2 separate regions of the Mus musculus genome follow, and region 2 is linked to region 1. A link is a contact called in public HiChIP or PLAC-seq data. All regions are on one chromosome and are shown on one strand. The core of a region is the stretch at or near the end of the contact, and the rest is flanking DNA. Distances in the headings are between cores, read along the strand shown.

What was found. HiChIP or PLAC-seq counts read pairs in DNA pulled down with a chosen protein or histone mark.
Region 2: a contact with region 1 is called in an H3K4me3 HiChIP or PLAC-seq map of embryonic basal ganglia, with 4 times the contacts expected there. The contact joins two enhancer-like sites. A contact is called at or near these places in 2 of 484 Hi-C or Micro-C datasets (CD8 T cells and bone marrow-derived macrophages), 3 of 115 datasets of contacts at active chromatin or transcription factors (CD8 T cells, double positive thymocytes and embryonic basal ganglia) and 2 of 9 other capture datasets (adipose tissue and liver).

The regions. Positions count from the first base shown.
Region 1 is chr9:13,915,821-13,921,679 of GRCm38.p6, reverse strand. No RefSeq gene overlaps it. Among named protein-coding and RNA genes, the nearest start is that of Fam76b, 91 kb to the right of the region's middle. Within about 2 kb of position 2,674, at least 45 of the 459 cell types and tissues checked have an H3K27ac peak or open chromatin away from gene starts, as enhancers often do. A contact at or near this core is called in embryonic basal ganglia, where this site is marked.
Region 2 is chr9:14,301,318-14,307,176 of GRCm38.p6, reverse strand. It overlaps Sesn3 (sestrin 3), which reads right to left. Exons shown (of 10, transcript NM_030261.4): 2 at 913-978. Among named protein-coding and RNA genes, the nearest start is that of Sesn3, 28 kb to the right of the region's middle. Within about 2 kb of position 2,751, at least 26 of the 459 cell types and tissues checked have an H3K27ac peak or open chromatin away from gene starts, as enhancers often do. A contact at or near this core is called in embryonic basal ganglia, where this site is marked.

The sequences.
Region 1 (5,859 bases), core at 1,425-3,924:
TGGGGCCTATGGGAGGTTTCTGGCTGGCTGGCTGGCAGTAATCATTAGTTTCGGGGCTCTGAAAATTATAACTGCTCCTGATTCTGGCCTAGTATTCCTGTTTTCCTCTTCTCTGCCTTGTTAGGAGCAGTCAGCACTGTGAACAATACCAGGCCCCTCCCACCATGATTGGATGAAATGTCTCAGGAATTGTGAGCCACAGTAACTTTTCCTTCCTTAAGCTGTTTTCTCACAGTGGCAGAAGCAGCTGATCTGACCCAGGAGCTGGAGGGTAGCTCCTTCTGTGGTCTTGACTCCCACTTCACTGGTCATGAGCAGTGCTGAGCTAAAAGGAGTCACGTGAGAGAGTAAGAGCTGGAAAATACAAACGCTAATCTGAATCGTCAATGCTGAGTGCTCGACAGCAGACGAACCAGAACAGAAGAATCATTGAACTTCAAAGACCAGTCATCTGAAAGGACTCGGGCAGAGAGACAAAAATAAAAAATGAAAATGTCAAGAAGGCACAGGGACCTCTGAGACATCATCTAATGGTGACTGGTGTTTTAGCAGTTTTCCCAAACAAGAAAAAGTAAACAGGAATAACTAGGAAAAGAACGCCTCCTTTTCTGGATGCAAGATGCCCAACAAACTCCAAACATGAAGGCCAAAAGTTTACACCAAAACACAGTACCTCAGCTGTTAAAAATCAAATGTCAAGAAAACGCTGTGGAAGAATCCAGAGGAAAGCAGATTTCCCCTTCCAAGGCAATGTCTATGGAACTGTGAGGAGATTTCTCAGAAAAAGAAAAACCTTTGCAATCCAGAGGACTATGCTGTCATGGTCACATTGCTGAAAGACAAGAAAGCTACCAAGCAGTAATGCTGGACTGAATCCAGCTGTCCTTCAGAAAGAAATGGGAAATGCTGACTTTCCAAACAAACAAAAGTAACTAGAATTGCCTCACTGAGAGCACTAAAGTGAGTCTTCAAGTTGAAATAAAGGTCTACCAAAGATCAAAATTCAATCATATGAAAATATAAAGTAAATATACATATAACTACAGATTAGTATAATTCTGAAAAATATTCTAACATCAAGATTAAAATATAAAAATATTCAAAACAATCATAATTACAAAGATATTTCCATGGCACACAATACAAAATATGTAAACTTTGAGATCAATAAAAGAAAGCACAGTGAGAAAAAACTTCAAGTTCACCAGTATAAGCAATTATTGAAATTACTATCAACATAAGGAAAATGCTACAATTGAACCACAGTTTAGATAAGCCCGACAAAACCCACACACCAAAAAATTCTACTGCAAAAAAATTTGTATTTACTAATTTGAAAATTGTGACTTGCTGTCTTGAAATTGGGCTACAATTTGCTACTTGTGTTTATAGCTTAGCCCTGAAACCATGCAAGTTACTTATTTCCTGTCAATCATGTTTGGCCATCTACACACCAAGATGCCTGAGGGCAGCGACTCATACACGCTCTTAAAGCAAGCTTCATGGAAGCCATCTCAAACCTTCAGTGAGACTTTAGTCAGAGGGAATGAAGATTTGCTCAGAGTAATTTCATCTGAAGATGAAAATTCACCGCAGAACCCTCTGGGGCAGCCAGCAGTACCGATGCCACACTGTCTGGTCTTTTGGGCTCCCTCAGCACTGCTTGAGCATAGTTCTTACCAGAACCCCGTGGCTTGCCCGTGAGGCTTGAGCCTAAAATGGTCAGTGAGCCTGCTGTGCACTGAGTGTGCACATCTGCACTCTATCAGTCATGTATCGCACACATTGCTGTGGAGCAGAGCACATTTTCTGAAATATAAGAATCTTGGCACCATGATGCAGGGAGCAGTGTCTGTCTTGCTATTGAATTCACAACGGTAAGTATTTTATATATAAGGCAATCCACAAATATTTGCTGAACAATTTCCCCATGAAGAGGATTTCTTTTCTTTATCAGCTGTCTGAAGAGCAGAGGCTGAGATGGGCCCTTTCAGGCACCCGTCTCCAATGCCTGATTGCTCTGCTGGAGGGGGAGGGGAGGCAGAACTAAACAGGAAATGTGTTTATTTAGATCTCCTCTTTGGTGGAAGAACTTTTTCTTGAAGAAGTTTATGGTATAGTAGCCACCATAATTAAAATATAGTGTGTGAATATATATGAAAGGTAGTGTTATGATTTCTGCTTATTGCCAAAATTTTTTTAAAAGTTGGGAAAATTAAAACTATTCAGGTCTTGTCTCATCGAAATCTACCCTTTCACGGCAACAGAGTCAGTGCTCACCTCCTTCCACTCCTGAGCAAAGTGACACAGAGGTCTGATTGGCTGGCTGGGGCTCATGAAGCCAGTCAGTTTCCAGTTTTAATTCTGGGGCTTTATTGGATGGGGTCCTCTTATATTCTTAGTAAGGTTCCTTTTATTTTTGAGTATGCAGAACATTTACTCAAGTAAGCTCAGAATAGTTCAGACTTATGAAGGAAATAAGAGAGACCGGAGACAACAGGTGAGGCTCTAAGGATGTGGCCTCAAGCTTCCCCTGTTATCCCCAGCACAGCCAATCTTCAGCCTCACGTCCTCTCAGTAAGAAACGATTACAATGATGAGGACATTACAGCAATTCCTTTGCTTTTATTTGTCTTCTGACCGAGCTGCCTAGTTGGGAGGGTTGCTATGGAGACAGTGGTGCCATGGGCAACACAGTGCACTACATTGAAGTCTCAGAGAATCAATGTTGGGGCTTGTTGGAGAGTTTCCTGGGCAAGTTTATTGTACTGAACGAGAGAATGGGAATCTGACCTGAGTGAGTAAAAGCAGTCCAAAACATTGTGTCTGTGGAGGGCCAATTAGGTTGCTCACTGGACACTTTGGAGAGGAAACTGCCCATACTGTTCAGACACACCAAGTGAGAGAATGAAGGGTGCTAGTCTGACGGGCTGCTTCAGAGATCGTAATACTTCTTTCAGGAGGCTAGCAGAGTCTTTATTGGATTTTGCAGGCATATTGAAAATCCACTGTGATAGCAAATGAAATAAGAACCTCCTAGACTAAATAAACCAGAATGAATGGGCTTTAGCTAAGGTCTTGAAGCACTTGGGACACCTGCACTATGGTGCTCATCATTGTCCGACCCTGGCTTTCCAAACCCAAGGCTTCTTTATACACCAGTTTTCACCCATGGTATTCTGATGGCTCACCACAGGCTCTCTTTTTCTCTCCTCATTCCAGCAGTCATATAGTCATATAGATCATAGCCTTCCACAGAAAAAGTATTCTCTCTCTCTCTCTCTCTCTCTCTCTCTCTCTCTCTCTCTGTGTGTGTGTGTGTGTGTGTGTGTGTGTGTGTGTGTGTGTGTGTTACATGGAAAGGAAACTAGAGAGGAAACAAACAAAGGAAACTAGAGATTGTACATCTGGGTATAACAGAGCAGAGACACTGGGCGATTCACTCTGGGAACAGGTATGAACAATGCAAGTTCATCGTGATTGTCTACATCAGGGACTTGGGCTCCCAGCTATCACAAGGTTCTCTAAAAGTCACAGGGACTATGATAGTTTAGTTTAGTTTAGTTTAGTTTAGTTTAGTTTAGTTTAGTTTTGTTTTTCGAGACAGGGTTTCTCTGGGTAGCCCTGGCTGTCCTGGAACTCACTCTGTAGACCAGGCTGGCTTCGAACTCAGAAGTCCGCCTGCCTCTGCCTCCCAAGTGCTGAGATTAAAGGTGTATGCCACCAATGCCTGGCGATATTTTAGTGTAAGATTTTCAATCATAAATTCCATGTGGCAAGAATTTTCAAGCGGATGGAATTACATCACAACCACCACATTGAAACAAAGACCAGAGTGAATGAACACCTGTTTACCTCCTGTCTTTGTTTTAGGTGAAGTGTATGAAATATAAACATCATCTCATTAAAGGAAGGTTTAATGGCATTTAGTACATCTACAATGCTGTGTATCCTTATCTGGCTCCAAATTATCCATATCATTTACAAACTAAAGTCTGATGTCAGCCATAGTGGAGCACACGTTTAAGGTCAGTAACTGGGATACAAAAGCAGGCAGATCTGTTCGGTGTCCATGCCATGCTTGCAACATACCTGGGATGTTCCAGTTTGCTGCATGTTCTACTGGAGTTAAAGGATGTTTTCTAATGATGACTGTGAAGCCTATGGCCATTGATATTTGTTGGCAGTGACCTGTAGCTAAAATCATGGCCCAGGCAATAGGAATATGATGTACAAGAGAGATACTCTTACCCACTCAACCTGCTTTCTGCCTGTCTGTCGGTCTTGTTTGTCTGTCTGCTATCTGTTGAGGTAGGCTCTTATATAACCCAGACTAGCCTCAAACTGACTATGTAGCTGAGTATGATCTTGAGTTCATGATCCTCTGCTTCTACTCCCCAAGTGTTGGAGCTACAGGTATGGACCACCAAGCTGGGCTTTCAGAGACCAAACTCAGGAGTCAGAGATAAAAATGTTAGTGACTAGCGTTTGAACTGGGGCAAGTCAGTCAAGTCCTCTAAGCTTCATTTTTCCCCTGTAAATGGGAAATGGTGACAGGTAGCATATAACACTTTTGTAAAAATACGGCGGCACACTGTATTGAAAATCCCTATGAGACACTAGGTGCCGGTGCCAATAGATGGTAATTTTACTTTCGTTTCCTTTTGTTATCAGCCCAAGCACAGAGGACACCTGAACTTTGAAGAAGTGCGTGGACTCATTGGACCTGGTCTGTGACAGCCACACCCCTCAGAAGGGAAACAAGGCGTTTTTCACCCTTTAGAAGCTGCAGGTCATCACAGAAGCCCTTTCTGAACCAGACCCACCTTCCTGTGCCCAGGCTGGCTTTTTACAGAGTCCCATTGGACTTCTAAACTGCCTAACTTCATTTAAGTAGAAAAAAACATTTGCTTCTTGCTAGGCTCATGAAAACTTTCCAATAACAAGGTTGGCTGACTTCTAATAGCTTTGAACATTCAGTATTTGACTGTAGGTTCCATACTATTATGTCTCTGTAAGATTCTAATCTCTCCTTAATCAGACTGCACACTGCTCAGAAGGAAAAGGACATGGTATATTTTTTAAAAAATACATTTTAAAATTCCACCAAGAGCCAATTTGGCAAGAGATAAATTAATAGAAACTAAGAGAATTCATCAACCAGCAGCCAAACATTACTGATGCCTCTAATAAAGGCAAGCTTGGCCCAGGCTGCTCAGGTTGGGATGGTGTGACTGTCAACTAGCAGATCCCGGAAACAGCATCAACAACTTAACGTCTGACAAAACCCTGATAGCCTGCGTGGGTCCCCTCCCCAGGACACTGTCACTCTGTGCAGAGCTGAGACTGCTCCAGAATTTGAGCTGGAAGCTCAGGGGACAGAAGTCCTGCCAGAGCATGTTCTAGTGGCCCTGTTCACACCCTCTGTTCAGCACAAAGGGACAGCACTGACAGCCTGTCTGTCCTTTCTCTCTTATCCTTGCCTTACAGATTCAGTCCTTTAGTTAGTTATTATGGTGGCTTGCATGAGAATGGCCCTCATAGACTCATATATTTGAATTCATTTGTCAAGGAGTAGCATTAGGAAGTGTTGCCTTGTTGAAGCAAGTGTGTCATGGGAGGGGGGCGGGGGTGTCAAAAGCCCAAGCCTGTTCCAGTGCCCCTTCCTCTCCTGCTACCTGAAGATTCAGTTGTAAAACTCCCAGCTCCTTCTCTAGCACCATGTCTGCCTTCATGCTACCATGCTTCCAGCCATGCTGATAATGGACCTACACTCTAAAACTGTAAGCAAGATCCAGCTACTTTCCTTTGTAAGAGATGCCTTGGTTATGGTACCTCTTCACAGCAATAGAGAACTAA
Region 2 (5,859 bases), core at 1,502-4,001, 390 kb before region 1:
TGTTTCTTAGTTCTCACAAGACTTTCACAAAACGTTACTAGATTCATATGCTGCATTAGATCCTAAAAAATTAGATTATCTTCAGATACATGCTACAAAAATGACTCAGGAGGCCACTCATATGTTAGGCCATCATCCTGCAAGTGCAACCATGAGCCACAAGGCAAAGAGGCACGTGCAATATAGTGCCTCTTGTACACTACACTGCCACATCTGACCTCTGGAGACACATCACTTTCACTTGAGTTCTAGTTCAATGCAAAGGCCACTAAATCAGGGACAGGAAAGTGAAGCAAGGCTCCTAGTTATTTAAGATAAAAATGTCTGTGCACACACAGAGAGCGCACCTATGAGACAACTGCATCCGTGTGCCCCAGGCACTCCTTAAGCAGACAAGTATGTCCTTAACAGTGGTCCTCAGCCTGGTGACAGCTAAGGGGCATGTAGGAATGCATACAGACCCCATGCCTCAAGATATACACCAACAAAGCAAGCAAAAACCTTACTGTGCCACTGTCAACCTTCATACCTGGCAGTTAACATCTTGTTACCAAATCCTTACCAAAGATGCACAATTGTTGTATTGGAGCGTTTGTGGGATCCTGTCAATCAAATGTGTAAATGAGAAGAGTAACTACCAGTAATGAAAGCACTGTCTACTGTCCTTTAAAGGTGTAGTTGCAAACTCATGTTTTACTTCAAAATACTGTTTATCCCAATTATGTGATTTAAGTTCTGTGAAATGCTGGTCTCTTTAAACCTTAAAAACCTTTAGACTGTCTTAATGAATCTGAAAAAACATGACTAACAACACACTAAAGAGCAAAGCACACCTACTTTTAAATGGAAAAATAGATGCAGCTTTAGAGTTAGTTTTTGACTAGATAATGTATTAAAAACAAATGGCCATACTTCCTTCTCTGGAATAAAGGCACTTGGTCCTCTTGTCAGGGGTTGAGACACTCGGATTCTTTTGTCCTGTTTGTAAAAGAAAAGTTCAATGTGTTAAGATGACTTACCAAGAAAATTTAAATTGGTAGATATTTTCAGCCAACGTAGTAAAATAAATAAGTCAATATAATTATGTAAAACTCAAAGAAGTCTGGGGTTCAGATCAAAGAAAACCCAGAGCAGCACCAGTTGTGTTTATGTGAGCTAAAGGGACAGGCCTCTACACCTCATTGATGGGGGAAAACTCAGTTATTTACTACAAGGCCTTAGCTCACACTTTACATGAGGGAAAGCCCTTAACCTTCACAATCAATTCATACCTGTTGGTACACTGCTACAGTAGGAAATTGTTGAGGAATACTAATATTTTTGTTCATACTAAGTCTCTCTATATAAATTATGAAATTGTTAATGAGATTGCTTCCTTCTCCATGGGTGAGGTTAGGTCAGAAATAGACCAAACAGGCCCCTTGAACTCCTTAGCCAGGAAAAGAGATGCAGGAAAATGGCCACTTGATCTTCTCAGATAAAAGTAACACTCTGAGTTAAGAATCAGTTCTCTGATGCCACAAGATGACACTTTGGACAGCAGCATGGTTATAGACTCAATAGGAATATTAAGGATATTATATAATAAAATAATAAGAAAAATATTAGAGACCTTGTGGCTACTAGAAAAGCTTGGTTTAAAAGCTTTAGATGCCTCAAAATCTCCTGAGGAAACTTCTTTTTTATTATTATTAGATATTTTCTTTATTTACATTTCAAATTTTATCCCCTTTCCTCATTTCCCCTCCGAAAATCCCCCATCCCATCCCCCCGCCCCCTGCCCACTAACCCACCCACTCCTGCTTCCCTGCCCTGGCATTCCCCTACACTGGGGCATCGAGCCTTCACAAGACCAAGGGCCTCTCCTCTCACTGATGTCCCACAAGGCCATCCTCTGCTACATGTGCAGCTGGAGCCTTGAGTCCCTCCATGTGTATTCTTTGGTTGGTGGTTTAGTCCCTGGGAGCTCTGGGGTACTGGTTGGTTCATATTGCTGTTCCTCCTATGGGCTGCAGACCCCTTCAGCTCCTTGGGTCCTTTCTCTAGCTCTGAGGAAACTTCTAAGGTAAGAACGTAACTCGGGTGGTTCCTTGTCTCAAAGTGACAAAGTCTTCTCTCTATGATCCAGTCTCTTGGCTACAGCCTATGCTAAGACCCCAACAATCAAACAGAAGCTGATTGGTAGCCCGTGGAAGGGATTGGCTACCCACTGGTATACCCATGGATTCCTGGGTATATAAGTTCTGTCCAAACCAAGTTAGACTAATTAGCACACGTTAATAATTTCCCAGGACTATACAGTAGCTACGTGAACACGATGCAATCAGAGAGCCAAGAGAAACAAAATGCTGCTCGAATGCAGAGGCGAGAGGGAACAAAAGGAAAGCCCAGGGTGGGTGTCAACAGAGAAGCCCGAGGCGTTGCTATGGAGTCCTGGAAAAAGTAGAGCTGAAGCATGGTCATTGAAATTCATTCTTTTCCTTCCTCTCTCCCCTTGGTAGTGGGCAACTTTAGTCTTTTTTGTCCTTTACAAATCAAAGAGCCTACCAAAAACAAAATAGTTATTTAAATCCTTTAAGTCCTGTACTTCATTAGGAAGCAGTTTTACAACAAATTGGCAAAAGTAGGCAGTTGGGTATTCAACAATGATTTATTTGAGAGCCTAATTGAATATTGTGATAGACCATGTAGAGGGGTAAGAAAACAGACACAGCCCCAACCCTTCTGAGTCTGGCACACACTCTCCATCAGCTGTCAGTGTTCTAGCAACATGTATGCATCACACGACACTTTAAACTGTTTAAGTTTCCAAACAAGTAACACATCTAGATGACAAAATGATGACAAATCACCCTCAATTGACTGCCCGAGTACACTGGAGGGTGGCATGTGAACTGGAGTCATTCAGAATTTCTCATACTGGGATTTCTTGTCTACATCAACTGTAGTCTATCTAGAAAATGGATTCAGAATAGGAGATCTATATTCTCTTAGTTCCACCTGCCAATGACAACAAATGAAATGATAAGACAATCGTGGTAGTGCACACCTGCAATCCCAGCACTTAGCAGGATCAGACAGGGAGATCATGAGTTTGAGACTAGACTGGGCTACACGGCCATCTTGTCTCTAAATACATAAAAGTAAGGATAAAAAAACAAAAACAAAAACAAACAAACAAACAAAAAACCCAAAACGCACCCTACTGTCTGTAGAACTTCGTGGTGAACTAGTTATCCAGGAACAGCAACTTGCTGGAAATCTAATCACTTCAAATAAACGATCATCTAAGAGGCTGATTACAAAGGGGACAATCAAGTCTGAAGAAAAACAAATGTAACTATGGAGACAAGTGAATACTACAAAATAAGAAAATACACAAAATGCAGAAAAAATGTAGGGGAATAAAATCCACACCCTCTTATGTGGAAGCATACAAGGAATTTCTGGAGACAGACTGAGGTACTACTGTTATACTTGATAAAAATCCCAAGTTAACACATTAATCAACTTAATTCACCTTTACAGTTTGAAACTGCTACTTTCCTTAGAAAATTACATGCTGGAACAGCCAACATTTCAATATAAAATGTGTTTTCATTGTAACACAACTGCAGGTTCTTGCTAGCATCGATCCTCTAGTTTTTAAGCAGCTACTAAGAAGGCAGATATACACAGCTAAGTACATCACTTGCCCCACACTGGTGGGCACACACACTCTGTGGCCAGGACAAGAGTGTTCCCAGCCATCAGCTATCTAGCTAGCTGTTCCAAGCGCAGGGATGTGCATTTCGGTTATGACTGATACTGGTGGGAACCTAATGTATGACAAGAGGCCTGTGCCACAGCTCCTGAGCTTTAGAATAGTTTCTGCAGCAAGATGACTTCCTGGGGTTTAAACTATAATTAGCCTTTAAAGAGTTGCAAACTGCTACAGAAGAGCAGAAATGCTCATTTTCACCCCACTGATTTCAAAAGGATAATGTGCTTGGGTTCTTTTACTTTATGTTTATTTGAGAAAAGAGATGAGGACCAGAGCTGTGTTTGCCACGTTATTCTGGGGGTGGCACTGCTTCTGGGCCATCAAGAGGAAAATGGCAGAACTCTGGTGAGAGCCCAGGAGAACGGTGGAACAGACTGACTTGAGAGCACCATTTGTTCAGTAAATTGAACCAAGAGCTAACACCATCTTATTTTGTCTCCCCCCCCCTCTCATACACACACAAACACACACACACACACACACACACACACACACTCAGGAGTACATATTATACACTATATTGCTATTACACATATGTAGTATATAAAAATGTGTATATGTACAAATATACTGTCATGGTTTGTATATGCTTGGCCCAGGGAGTGGCACTATTTAGAGGTGTGGCCTTGTTGGAGTAAGTGTGGCTTTGTAGGAGTAAGTGTGCCACTGTGGGGGTGGGTTTTAAGACCCTCATCCTAGCTGCCTGGAAGCCAGTTTTCTCCTGTTTGCCTTCAGAACAAGATGTAGACCTCTCAGCATCTCCTGCTCCATGTCTGCCTGGATGCTGCCATGCTCCTACCTTGATAATAATGGACTGAACCTCTGAACCTGTAAGCCAGTCCTAACTAAATGTTGCCCTTATAAGAGTTGCTTTAGTCATGATGTCTGTTCACAGCAGTAAAACCAAAACATATACGTACACATATACTGTATATATCTATGCACGGTTTTGTTTTGAGACAGGTCCTTTTATGCTATGTAGCTCTGACCAGCCTGGAACGCAATCGTGCAGAGCAAGCTGGATCTTAGCAACTTTCCAGCCTCTTACCTCTCTTGGATTACAAGTGTGCGTCATCACATCCTCCCTCAGGTACACTCTCTAACTACATTTCAAATCACCATCCTGTCCTGCTTCTGCATGAGGCATTCGTTCTGGTGTTTCTCTGCGATATTAAATGGCTGTTGTATACATTTCTAAAAAGCTGAAAACCAATTTAAAACCGGTCAAGGCAGATCTTCAATTTTACTATGAGCTCATTTCACTCTGAAAAAAAATTTACCAGCCACCTTTTAATCACTGTATGTTTAAAGGCATTGGTTCTCAACCTGTAGGTTGCAACCCCTTCGGGGGTCAAAAGACCCTTTCATGGGGGCTTCCTGAGACCATCGGAAAACACAGATATTTACATTATGATTTATAACAGTAGCGATCTTACAGTAATGATGTAGCAACAAAAATAATTTTGTGGCTGGGGTCACCACAACATGAGGAACTGTATTAAAGCGTCACAGCATCAGGAGGGTTGAGAACCACTGATATAAGGTATAACCAAACATAGGAGAAATAAGAAACCACAATGTCCCAAGAGATTTCCTTTAAACTCTAAGGTAGAGTCGTAAACAAGCTGTAATATCTTCCACTTTTCTTCGGCTTTTTCTTGGAAACTTGAAATACCTTAGGACCAGGTTCTTATTTCCTTACTGATAACCATTCTAAAAAGCCTAACCTCAGTTGTCCCAGATGATAGACACTGGTCATATTTGACCAAATTTAAATAAGTTTAAGCTTGGTGCAAAATGAGACACTGAAGCTTCCTTCTGCCCATTTTCTCCAATGGGAGGAAAAAGGCTACACAAACATGGAAACCCAGGTTATTCTATATATTAAAAATAACCTGCAGCTGTACTAAATTCAAGCGCTTTTTTATATTCATTATTTATTTATATGTGTGACAGGTACCTATGCCATGGAGTAGAGGTACTTGGGAATCAGTTCTTACCCACCACCTGAGTCCTGAAGATATCAACTTAGGTTGTCAGACTTTGTCGCAAGCACTTTACTGTGTGAGACATCTCATCGAGCCAGATGTACTAAT